2 separate regions of the Mus musculus genome follow, and region 1 is linked to region 2. A link is a contact called in public HiChIP or PLAC-seq data. All regions are on one chromosome and are shown on one strand. The core of a region is the stretch at or near the end of the contact, and the rest is flanking DNA. Distances in the headings are between cores, read along the strand shown. Region 1 has its middle 81 kb from the start of B3gnt2. Region 2 has its middle 22 kb from the start of Gm40816.

Region 1 (6,762 bases), core at 192-2,691, 100 kb before region 2:
TCTGTAAGTAGTCAACCAACTCCCTGTTCTGTGCTTCTGTCTTTGACCATCTTATTTATTTATTTATTTATTTATTTATACATACATACATACATACATACATATATACATACATACAGTACATTGTCTTCAATTCACACCAGAAAAGGGCATTGGATACCATTACAGATGATTGTGAGCCACCATGTGGTTGCTGGGAATTGAACTCAGGTCCTCTGGAAGAGTAGTCAGTAATCTTAACTGCTGAGCCATCTCTCCAGTTCACCTTTGTTCATCTTAAACAGAGTGTTGCCTGATTCTAGATTCACAAATTAAGGCAAGCCCAACTTAGTGAGACCCAGTCTAAAAAAAACGGACACAATCCCTAGGTGTTCCCAGGTTGAGATTTCTATCTACACTGTAGGGGTGTTTCCTGCTTCATGCCTTGTCTCCAAAGGCTGCTGCTGAGGCTACAGTGACCCTCCTGGGCTCCCTTCCTAGCTCTCTACCATCTATATAGACAATGGTACCTGTTTAGCTGCCAACTTCAAGCCCTCTGCCACCTCCAAAGCCAGGACTATAGAGGCTTGTCATGGTGTGCCCTCTTCCTTCACGAATCCCCTCTTGTCAGGGCTCATACAGGACCTTGTCTCTTCTGGAGCCCAACAGTGTCATGTCGTCTTCACTATATGACTCAGATGTGACAGCCATATCCTTAGCCTTGGGGAATTTATTTTTACCCTATCTATCTATCTATCTATCTATCTATCTATCTATCTATCTATCTATCTATCAACAAGGTTTCTCTGTGTAGTCCTGGCTGGAGCTTACTCTGTAGACCAGGCTGGCCTTAATTTCAGTTCTGCCTCCCAAACCCAGGGATTAAAAGCATGTGTGCACTACCATGCCCTGCCACACCCAGTGGTGAGCTGCTCTTTAACCTTTGCATCTTCCTGGACTTTTCATTCTGTGGCCAGCATTTCCCAACACCCAGAACAGCTGTGAGTGGCTGGACTGGAAAAGATCCTGAGAGAGGTCTCTGCAGCATTCCACAGTCTCATCTCCCCAGGTTCAATGAGACAGTTCAGGCCTTCCTGCCTTTGAGAGCCTCTTGCTGAGTCTGCTCATGGACCTAAGGCTTGGCTACCTGGATTTTCTTTCTTCTCCCTTTCTTCCATGTCTCTCAGCCACATTCTCTAGGGTGGTCCCTATGAACTAAAGGTTTCTTCTGCATTTCTGGGCACTGCAATACAAGATCTTCTAGGAGCCCAGAAGCCCTCAACTCTCTTTGTGTAGCCTGGAGCGGAATGATGGCTCACTTTCAGTAGCCTGAGAGGACAGTAAGGCATTTCCTGTGGTCCCTCCACCACATCCAAAACTGGACCCTGCTCTAGGCTGTAGTCTTGGGTGGGATGGATGTGCCGTACTTGGCCTGCAGTCTGCCTGAGTCATTCTTCCTGGATGGTTCACTCCTGATTTCCAGGGCAGCTATGTGAAACAGATCTTGACCAAGATTGGGAGCAAGCCACACCCTCCATTACCTCCTGTTTTTAAAATCACAGTTTTTCTTTTCAGTTGTACATGGGAAACAACAATAAATAACATAGTCAACTGGAAGGGGAGAGGGAGAGAAGAGGGACTGTTGTGTCATATGGCTCTCTGAGAAATTGCTCCTAAATTATTTATCACACTCACACACACATATATAAACCTATCGTTCTCTCTCTCTCTCTCTCTCTCTCTCTCTCTCTCTCTCTCTCTCTCTCTCTCTCTCTCTGAGACAAGATCTTTGTAGCCCTGACTGTCCTGGAACTCACTATGGAACCAGACTGGCCAGGATTGTACAGAAATCTGTCTGCCTATGACTCTCAAATGCTAGGATTAACGGCACAAGCTACTGGCATACTGCCTGGCATATATGTTTAGTTCCTCTTAGACCACTGCATAGCCTAAGAGCTTCCTGTTAGAAGGAAGCCTACTTTCCTAGAGGCAGGATGGCTTCTTCCTGTTGACTTGTGTCCTACTTCCTGCTCTTAGCCTAAGGACTCAGGGCCACAAAGTGAGAGGCCTTGAATAGTTGTCCCAGCAGCAGCCGTGGAAGTCGCCAAGGAAGCAATTACTCCTGCACTGCCACCAAGTCCATCTCCACTGTTCAGGCAGCAAAGGCATCAAGAGGCGGTGAAGTTTTGTGTTGCAATTTCTAAAAATAAAATTTGCTAATTTTGAAATACATTTGAGATTTCCTTTGGTTTTACAGAATTGCTCACAGGTCCATCTCTTCTGCCTGCTCTCAACGGTCACACTGCTACCCTTCTCATGGTAGGCTAACCCGAGAAAGTTCTGTTAACCCTTCTGCCACCTGCCTCTGACTGTGAGAGGCCACTGCCTTGTCTCAGCTGTCTGGGCCTGTCACAGATACCTCAGGTTGAGTGGCTTCAACACAGGCATTTGTTTCTCATTGTTGATGCTGGATCAAGACAGTACAGTTGGGCTCACTGTTGAAGTTCTTTCACTCAGGGGACAAGCCCACCATGAGGACACCACTGTCACAACCACAGCTACCCAGAGTCATCTCCTCAAATCCTTGGTGTCAAATACAAGGAGTCAGCAGTCCAGCCTGAACGGTCAGGGTGCACAGCAGGGTGGGCTCCCTGCCTTCCTGTGGGTAGCCCCCCAGTTCCCACTCATGCTTGCCAGGGGTAACTGAAACACTGCCAGCTTTCCTCTTATCTTCCAGGACTAGCAGCAAGAAAGTGCCTCCTAAAATTATTACCCTGGATGCTATTGGTTTTTGACAGTGCTTTTTGAAGAAACCCAAGAACAGTGGAGTGTTGTGTTCCTTTGTCTTCAAGGAAGCTACTGCAGAAAAACCCTTCCTGGAGGAGAAAGTTCTAAGATGCTGACATCAAGCTGCCCTCTGTGCTGTTCTGAAGATATCCCAGGCTGCTACATGTCAAAATGCATTAAATGCACAGTGACTGTTTGTCCTTTGTTCCTCCACTTCTGAACAATTATTCATAAGCATGCCCTTTCACTAGAAAAGCACTAAATCAAATTTTGCCATGATGTGTTTGGTTCTAACCAGGACACAAGGTGGTGAGGTGGCTGCAGGTGAGTCTGTGTTTTAGCTCTGGTCTTTTTAAACGCTTGTCTCTGTTGATATGATGTTGGTGGTTTCATTGTATATAGGAATAATAAATAATTACAGCCAGCATTTATTGAATTCTTTACATGTGCTCAGACAATGAATCTTTACAGAAATCTGAGATAGATATTTTTATCCATGAAACCATGAAATATCAAATAATCTAATTTTCTTCCTGCTCTTCAGATTCTGAGAATATCCTAGCAAAGAACAAATTTTTACTGTTGTTTGGTTGGTTTTTAATTTATGTATATGGGTGTTTTGCTTGCATGTAAGCCTGTATAGCATGTGTATGCCTGGTGCCTTTAGTGGTCAGGAGAAGGCTTTGAACTCCCTAGGACTAAGTTACAGATGGTTGTGAACCTTTATGTAGGGCCTGGGAGCTGAACTCTGACCCTCTGCAAGAGTAGCAACTGCTCTGAATTGCTGAGTCATCGCTCTAGCCCTTTGGTTTGTTGATTTTTGTTTTTGTTTTGCTGTTGTTTGTTTGCTTTTAGTCCAGGCTGTCCTGGAGCCTGGAATCTACCGGCCCCTGCCTCCTGAGGCTATAGAAATGTGCCACCATGTCCAACTAGAAGAAATCTTTATTGTTCTCTAAAATTGAGATCGAGAAAGAGAAGAAAGAGAGTGTGTTATAGAAACAGAGAAAGAGAAAGACAAAATCAAAATAAAGATGTGGAGGAAGACTGGAAAGGAGGAGAGAGAGAGTAGGGGAGAAAGAGGAGACTAAGGAAAAGTAAGGGTGGAGACAAGGAAAGGGTGGGGGTTGGCAATCTCTGGTAAGAAGAGAGGAAAATATTTTTTTTAGTTCTGGTGCGAGCTCCCCATCCAGGAAAAACTTGGCAGAGAATCTGTCATAATTCACCTTATATAAGATGCAATCAGGTGCAAGATATGGTCGGTGGCAGGATGTTATTTTATGTCTCAGTAAGGAAGATTCAGGATAGGGTGGAGGGAAGAAAACCACTGACTAGTGCCACTGTTGAAGATGTCCTGGCATTTCACAGTCAGATTTTCATCTGTTTGGTTTGTGTTTTATTTGCTTTGTGACCTGAAACTCTCAATCCTTCTGAATCTTGGATTGCAGATCTCTTCCCCCCAAGCCTGGTTTTGTTTTGTTTTGAATACATCAGTATCCCACAGTTCCAGAGCTGAGCTGCTGGGAATGTGGATCAATGGTCTAGCATTTGCTTAGTGAGTTTGAGGCCCTGAGTTCAACCCCCAGCACTGCAGATACAATTGTTTTATAGAAGAGAAAACTGTCTGGGTATGATGGCAGATGACTCTTATGCTAGCACGTGGACTCTGCAGGCAGGAAGATCTCTGTGATCTTGACCCCAGCCAGACCCAGGCCAGCCAGGGCTACATAGCGAGACCCTGGTGGGGTGGGAGAGAACAAGCATGAAAGAACATGGACTGGGGCTTTGAGAGGTGACACAGCTGCTCTTGCAGAGGACCCAGATTAGCTTCTCTGGGCTATGGCAGCTCACAACTCTTAACTCCAGATCCCAGGATATCGTAGCCCTCTTCTGGCCTCTTCAGGTACTGCATAAAGCATGTGGTATGCATATATATGCACAGATAGAATGCTCACACATATAAAATAAAAACAAATTTAAAAATAGAAGAAGATGATGAATCTCAGCACTTGGGAGGCTGAGGCAGGAGGATCTCTGTGAGTTCTACAAAGCAAGTCTAGGACAGCCAAAAGAAAAAGAGGAAGAAGAAACTGGTAAACTGGCATCTTAGAGAAGTTACGTGAGCTCTGGCAGTCACACATACTAAATAGAGCACGGAGATTCTAGCCCCAGGCATCTTGGTTCGCAAACAGTGCACTTTGCAGAGTCTAACATTTCTATTTGACAGAAAATCATTGGTCAAACAGGATTTTATCAGATTGTAGTTAGTAATAAAATTACTTTTTTTGTTTGTTTGAGTCAGAGGTTCTATTGCCCAGACTGGCCTCCAACTCACTTTGTAGCTCACAATCACCTTGAACTCTGTATCACCTGACTCTGCCTCTCAAGTAGCAGGATTGCAAGTGTGGGCCACTGTACCTGACTCCAAAGATGATTTTTGAGTTTAAAAATCCAGCTTCGAATACATTGCTCTCTAGAGCCTGCTGTTCAACCTGGAGAAAACAGAAAATAATGGCCTGGGTCAGAATTCCTTTTCCTCTTTCAAATGATCATGAATCAAATAAGGATTGGAAGGTCAACAACAACGTTAAGGCCTCAGAAAAGAAAAATCTGACTTATTACCACCATGAAACAAGCATTCTTCCATATTAACAGAAGGTAAGCTGTTCTGTGACTCACAGAAGTAGAATGCCAGCCATGGTCTAAGAACAAGATTAAATTTGTAAAATGTCAATAGATCAGCAGACCACATCCATGGGAAACTTTATGTAACCTCCAACCTCCTTAATACTTCCAGCAGCCCTGACTCTCCAGGCGTAGAGCAGACATCCTCACTTTTTTTTTTTCTGTTTTCTTTTCTTTAGATAGGGCCTTTCTATGTACTCCTAACTGTCCTGGAACTTGCTATGTAGACCAGGCTGGCCTTGAACTCACAGAGCTTCTTTTGCCTCTGCATCCTGAGTACTGGGATTAAAATCATGCACCATCAAACTGGTCCTTACTGGCTTTTAAGAAGCTGCCCTGGGGGCTGGAGAGATGGCTCAGTGGTTAAGAGCACTGACTACTCTTCCAAAGGTCCTAAGTTCAAATCCCAGCAACCACATGGTGGCTTACAACCATCCTTAATGAGATCTGACTCCCTCTTCTGGAGTGTCTGAAGACAGCTACAGTGTACTTACATATAATAAATAAATCTTTCAAAAGAAGGAGAAGAAGGAGGAGGAGGAGGAGGAGGAGGAGGAGGAGGAGGAGAAGGAGGAGGAGAAGGAGAAGGAGAAGGAGAAGAAGAAGGAGAAGAAGAAAAAGAAGCTGCCCCATCCTTACAAAGACCTCTCTCCCAGAATGCACCCACCTCCTGAAATCAAAACTCTGCAAAGTGGGTCTGTCTTTCTGTGAATCCATCCATCTCTATTCTCCTGACAGACTTATTGACTATTTTCTTCTAGGCCCTCATCATATTTCTAATTTTCTTTCCCCTTATTTTGCAAGGAAGAATACATCTTTTTTTTGTTGTTGGGTTTTTTTTGTTTTTGTTTTTTGGTTTTTTTGTTTTTGTTTTTCGAGACAGGGTTTCTCTGTATAGCCCTGGCTGTCCTGGAACTCACTCTGTAGACCAGGCTAGCCTCGAACTCAGAAATTCGCCTGCCTCTGCCTCCCCAGTGCTGGGATTAAAGGCATATGCCACCACGCCCGGCTAAGAATACATCTTTTAAGGAGATGTTTGACCTTTGAGTCAGCTATAATGTACATTACAGTAGCAAATTGTCATATGATAATTGGACTCATGACATGCTGACTCTGCAAGAAGAATTTCTTCTCTCCTACTTTACACTTTTTGTTTTGTTTTGTTTTTTTGTTTATCTCAAAGTGTCAACCAAGGCCCTTTTGGGGAATTGGGTGGCATGCAGAGAAGAAGGCACTAAAATAGCCCATCTAAAAACACTGTATTTTGGAGAAGAGCCATAAAGGAAATGATGTTTATCAGAGGTTACAATTTTG
Region 2 (6,437 bases), core at 467-2,966:
TGCAATGTGTGTTTTGAGCTTTACTAAAGTTTCTTTAATGAATATGGCTGCCCTTGCATATGGAGCATAGATATTCAGAATTGAGAGTTCATCTTGGTAGATTTTTACCTTTGATGAGTATGAAGTGTCCCTCCTTGTCTTTTTTGATAACTTTAGGTTGAAACTCGATTTTATTCGATATTAGAATGGCTATTTCAGCTTATTTCTTGGGACCATTTGCTTGGAAAATTGTTTTCCAGCCTTTTACTCTGAGGTAGTGTCTGTCTTTGTCCCTGAAGTGGGTTTCCTGTATGCAGCAAAATGTTGGGTCCTGTTTATGTAACCAGTAAATTATTAGTTTATGTCTTTTATTGGGGAATTGAGTCCATTGATATTAAGAGATATTAAGGAAAAGTAATTGTTGCTTTCTGTTATTTTTGTTGTTAGAGTTGGGATTCTATTCTTGTGCCTACCTCCTTTTAGGTTTGTTGAAGGATTACTCTCTTGTTTTTTCTAGGGCGTAATTTCCCTCCTTGTGTTGCAGTTTTCCCTTTGTTATCTTTTGAAGGGCTGGATTCATGGAAAGATTTTGTGTGAATTTGTTTTTGTCGTGGAATACTTTGGTTTCTCCATCTATGGTAATTGAGAGTTTTGCTGGGTATAGTAGCCTGGGCTGGCATTTGTGTTCTCTGAGGGTCTGTATAACATCTGTCCAGGATCTTCTGGCTTTCATAGTCTCTGGTGAGAAGTCTGGTGTAATTCTAGTAGGTCTGCCTTTATTTGTTACTTGACCTTTTTTCCTTACAGCTTTTAATATTCTACCTTTATTTAGAACATTTGGTGTTTTGATTATTATGTGTTGGGAGAAATTTCTTTTCTGGTCCAGTCTATTTGGAGTTCTGTAGGCTTCTTGTACACTCATGTGGATCTCTTTCTTTAGGTTAGGGAAGTTTTCTTCTATAATTTTGTTGAAGATATTTACTGGCCTTTTAAGTTGATAATCTTCATTTTCATCTATGCCTATTATCCTTAGGTTTGGTCTTCTCATTGTGTCCTGGATTTCCTGGATGTTTGGATTAGGATCTTTTTGCATTTTGCATTTTTTTGATTGTTGTGTCCATGCTTTCTACAGAATCTTCTGCACCTGAGATTCTCTCTTCCATCGCTTGTGTTCTGTTAGTGATTCTTGTATCTATGGCTCCTGATTTCTTTCCTAGGATTTCTTTCTCCAGAGTTTTCTTCCTTTGTGATTTCTTTATTGTTTCTACTTCCATTTTTAGATCCTGGATGGTTTTTTTTTTTCCCCTTCACCTGTTTGGTTGTGGTTTCCTGTAATTCTTTAAGGGATTTTTGATTTTGTGTTTCTTTAAGGACTTCTACCTGTTTAGCTATGTTCTCCTGAATTTCTTTAAGGGAGTTATTAATGTCCTTTTTAATATCCTCTACCAGCATCATGAGATATGATTTTAAATCCAATCTTGCTTTTCTGGTATGTTGGGGTATCTAGGACTTGCTGTGTTGGGCATATTGGGCTTTGATGTTGCCAAGTAGTCTTGGTTTCTGTTGGTAACATTCTTATGTTTGCCTTTCACCATCTGGTAACCTCTGATGTTACATGTTCTAGCTGTCACTGGCTGGAGCTTGTTCCTTCTGTGAGTCTGTTAGCCTGTATCAGCACTCCTGAGAGACCAGCTCTCTCCTGGCAAGACCAGTGCACTGAGGGTTGTGGAACAGCCCCACCTCCTGGCTGCAGATGTAGGCATGTAGGACCTGTCCTAGAAGCTCTGCTGCCTGTGCTCTCCTGCACAGACCCGCCTCAGAGAGACATCAGAGAGAAAATGGCGATCTCACCTGAGTTCTAGGGTCAGAACCCTCCCTGGAGGCAAGCTCTCCTCTGGCAGGGAAGCTGCACAGAGGACTGAGGATCAGCTCCACCTCCTGGCTGAGGATGAGGGCCCCATAGGATTGTGTCCAAGAAGCTGTGTTGCTTCTTCAGCCTGAGCACTCCTGTGCAGACCTGCCTCAGAGAGACCCCGGAGAGAAAAATCAGTATGTTACTTTTAATCCTAAATTCAACTGTCACCCTGGGCATCATATCTATATAAGGTTTCTGGTGCGATGACTGACATGTTTGAATGTGCCCTCTAAGACTTCATGTGTTAGAGGCTTGGGCTTTTGTATAGCAATTTTTAAATTTTAGATTTATTTTTATTTTATGTGAATGAGTGCTTTGCATGCATACATGTATATTCACCACATGCATGCCTGGTGCCTACCGAGGACAGAAGACAGTGTTGGTTTCTCTGGAACTGGAGTTACAGTCAGTTGTGTGTCATTATGTGGGTGCTGGAAACCTATTCTAGGCCCTTGGCAATAGCTACACATGCTCTTAATCACTGAGTCATCACTTTAGCCCCTTATATAGCAATCTTGTGAGCCGGTATGGGCCTTTAAGGAGTGGAGTTTAGTAGGGGGTGTTGTCACTGGGAACATGCCCTCAGGAGAGATCACAGGACACTATGTTCCGTAGCTTCCTGTTTGGTGATATGATCTTGCCCTCCTGCATATACACGTGCCACCTGCCATGGATTCCACATCAGAGCCAAGCAGATGCCAGCATCTTAACCTGGAATTGTCTGACATATAAGTGAATCTCTCTCTCTCTCTCTCTCTCTCTCTCTCTCTCTCTCTCTCAAATAATGTCAGCCTATCACATGTATATTAATGAAGCAATAGGAGAACATACTGATACACTGATATGGACCATAAAGATAACAAAATACAGCCTCTAATATGTTGACTCCTCTTCAGTGGGCCATTCATGTTACGTAATAGTTGATCACTTAAAAGAACACAAAGTAAGACGTCACAGAGCCCACAAAGTGGATCTTTTAATTTTCTGTTCTTGACTGCTCATAAACTTTTATCTAATAAATGACAAGAATGTGTGTGTGTGTGTGTGTGTGCGCGTGTGTGTGCATGGGTGTGTGCAAGTATGAATTTTCTTTTTCTATAAAGTATGATTTATTTACTTTTTTAGTAATTCAGAAATACGTTTACAAGTTCTTTGATACTTACCACTTCAAAGTGGAACCAAATCCCCCCTAGAGAATGAGAGTGAGCTGTCTTTTTCATAGCATAGTTTGTGGAAGAATTAACAACATTTTCCTTTAGGACTCTCAAAACTGTCCTGGAAGGCTTTTTCTGCTTTCTCTTTTGCTTACTTGCTGGGGAAATGGAGCAGGGGTGGGGAAAACAGCAGTTGTCATGTGAGGATACCCAAGCAGTTCCTTGGGGAGGTCTGTGTGGCAAGGAACTGAGACCTTCTGTCAAAACCCATGTGGGTGAACCATCTTGGAAAGAAGTCTTCTGATGACAGCAACCTCAGCTGACTTTCTGGGTGCAGAAAAGATCTAGCTGAGCAGTCACTCAGCTAAATCACTGCTTGACTGGGACCATGAGGTAGCAATGCAGGGGCGTTGGTGTCCTTCTTGCTGACTTGTTACACAGTAGTAACATAATTATCCTTTGAGTAAAACCATTCTTGCTGGTGATTTGTTACAGATTATCCTTTGAGCAATGCTTACCTTTGAGGGATTTTTGAGAATTTGATAGAAATTATAGACCTCTTTAGGAAAAACATCACAAACATATCAGCATGTAACTCAATAGTTTCTGGGAAACCATAATGCTGTGTAAAGGCTCATTCAGTGGTCTTATATTTAAAGCTCCATCCTGAAATATGAGAACATTCCAAGGATGACCCCTCCCTGAGGATTACTAACAAAACATTTATATAATCCTGAGTTCGGTTTGTTTTTCTTTGACATGGAAGAAGCGGTTAAGAGGCACTGGCTTCCCCTCCTTGGCCCAGGTTCTTGCCACCAGCTCATCTCAGAGGGCAAAGGAGTCAAACTAGCTTTTCCCATGGTTCTATTTTATGACAGTTCTTGTGGAAAGAGAATCAGGGTAACTGGTGGTGTTTCCAGGGAAGACTGAAATAGTGGTTACTAGAAATACAGGAAGGAAGTGTGCTCTTAAAGATTAAAACTCCAAAGCAGACTGCGCAATGAGTTGGCTTCATTTATGTTCTCAGAGCACATGAGAAAATTTGGGGGAGCTCTGACTGAACTCAGTCTTTAGAACCCTGTGCTCTTCTGCTCTTCCCACCCAAGGTCAGCATCATAGATTCAAAGGAGAAGCGTCATTTCTCTGTTTTCTATTTGGGGGGACAAAGACTTCTGAGAGGACAGAGTCTGAAAGGGAGAGCAGTTAGATTTCCTCTCTAAGTCCAGTGTCTTCTGAATCTCTTGACACCATGATTTCCAAGCAAATCTAGAAAGTCTTATAAGGCTAGGGTCCGCTTCCTCTTCAGGAACCCCCAGGGTGATATCACAGTGTGATATCTGTTAGGACCATTACCCTGGGACTGCATCAGACAGGAAATATAACCCAGACAGAGAAACAGAGCTTAATAACAAGACAGTGGCTTCAATTTGGAGCAAATCTACTTTGAGGAAAGTCTATCTATTTATTTCCAGCCCCACACACCTCAGAGCTGTGACCTGAAGCATTGAACTTGGGCTTGGTATGTGCCAGGCGTGTGCTTTACTGCTGAGCTACGCCCCCAGCCCTGGTTTGGAGAAACTTTGAAGATCTATTGTTCTGGGATTCAGAATGAGGTTTAGATGTGGTAACATTTGAAAGCAAAAATATGAGAGTAAAAGTCCTTGTTGCTAAGGATGGTCTACTCTAAACTCAGGACTGGGGAAGTAAAGCTCATCAAAGAATGGAGGAAAATGATAGAGCTGGTGACAGATAGACAGGTGTGAGAGAAGAGCACAGGGGACAGACAGATAGGCAGGTGTGAGAGAAGAGCACAGGGGACAGACAGACAGGTGTGAGAGAAGAGCGCAGGGGACAGACAGAGAGACAGGTGTGAGGGAAGAGCACAGGGCAGATGGCTGTGAGCAAGATGAACAGTGTTTAAACACAAAGCCAGTAATTTTTACATGTGAACATAAGCAGAGGCACAGAGAACTGACAATTTGTTTGTTTTTCCAACACAGCCTTTCTCTGTGCAGCCCTGGCTGCTCTAGAGCTCACTCTCTATAGACCAGGTTGTCCTCAAAGTCAGAGGTCCGCCTGCCTCTGCCTCCCAGGTGCCGGGATTAAAGGTGATCGCCACCACAGCTGGCTGAAACCTGTCACTTATTCACTGTGGTTTGGGTGGTCTGGTAAAGAACATGTGAATGGGATAGGGCTAGCAGAAGCCTGATTCAAGCAGGCTGAGGAGTAAGCTGAAGAGATTCACACAGAAATGACTGAGCAGGGCTGGAATGGTGGCTCAACTGCATAAGCATGGGGACCTGAGGTAGCATCCCCAGCATTCATAGGAAGGCCAGGCATGGTGTGAGTGTCTGTAAAACCAGCACCGGGGAGGCAGAGGCAGCAAAGCCCTGGAGCTCAGTGATCAGTCAGTCTAGCTGAAATGGTGAGCTTCAGGCTCTGTAAGAGACTCTGCCTCACAGAATAAAGTAGAACGTAATGGAGGAAGATGCCCAGTATTGACCTCTGGCCTCCATATATGTGCACAGATCTCACACACACACACACACACACACACACACACACACATACACGTATGCACACACGCGCATATGTGTGCACATGTGCACTCCAATAAAGAAAAGATGACTGGGCTGGTGAGATGGCTCAGTGGGTAAGAGCACCCGACTGCTCTTCCAAAGGTTGGAAGTTCAAATCCCAGCAACCACATGGTGGCTCACAACCATCCAACCAACAAGATCTGACTCCCTCTTCTGAAGTGTCTGAGGACAGCTACAGTGTACTTACATATAATAAATAAATAAATAAATAAATAAATAAAAAAAAGAAAAGATGACTACACATAGCACACACAGTTGACAACAGTGTAGGGTAGAAACTCATCAGCTTCCATGGGGAACTAGGAGACAACTGGACCTGTGAGAAGAAAGCAGAATGTTCATTTTGCTACCTGCTTGCCATCTGCTTTCAGTGAATGCATGAAATAACATTAAAATTATTATGGTGTGTGTGTGTGTATACATGTGTGTTGAAGGCCAACATGATCTTTACTTTTTGCCCTCTATTACAGTGAAGGAAGTGTTCTTGCTTTTATCCAACCCATGCATCAGACCTCTATCTCTGGTCTATCCACAGGCTCGTCTCCCTCTGCTCTCTGAACCAGGTGCTACTGTGGGCACCTAAGTCATCACATAGGGTCAGGGGTTGAACTCGGGTTGTTAGCCTTTATCTGTTAGGCTATCTTGCAGGCCCAAGTAACATTTAACTTTTTTTTTTTTTTTTTTTTTTTTTTTTTTTTTTTTTTTTTTTTTTGAGGCAAGATCTCACTATATAGTTCTTGTTGGCCTGGAGCTTGCTATGCAGAGCAGCCTGGTCTTGAACTCAAGAGA

What was found. HiChIP or PLAC-seq counts read pairs in DNA pulled down with a chosen protein or histone mark.
Region 1: a contact with region 2 is called in a CTCF HiChIP or PLAC-seq map of large pre-B cells, with 2.8 times the contacts expected there. The contact joins two enhancer-like sites. A contact is called at or near these places in 3 of 15 datasets of contacts at CTCF or cohesin (the NIH/3T3 cell line, large pre-B cells and pro-B cells) and 2 of 115 datasets of contacts at active chromatin or transcription factors (embryonic stem cells and large pre-B cells).

What each region holds. Positions count from the first base shown.
Region 1 is chr11:22,775,595-22,782,356 of GRCm38.p6, reverse strand. No RefSeq gene overlaps it. Among named protein-coding and RNA genes, the nearest start is that of B3gnt2, 81 kb to the left of the region's middle. Within about 2 kb of position 1,441, at least 87 of the 459 cell types and tissues checked have an H3K27ac peak or open chromatin away from gene starts, as enhancers often do.
Region 2 is chr11:22,672,825-22,679,261 of GRCm38.p6, reverse strand. No RefSeq gene overlaps it. Among named protein-coding and RNA genes, the nearest start is that of Gm40816, 22 kb to the right of the region's middle. Within about 2 kb of position 1,716, at least 13 of the 459 cell types and tissues checked have an H3K27ac peak or open chromatin away from gene starts, as enhancers often do.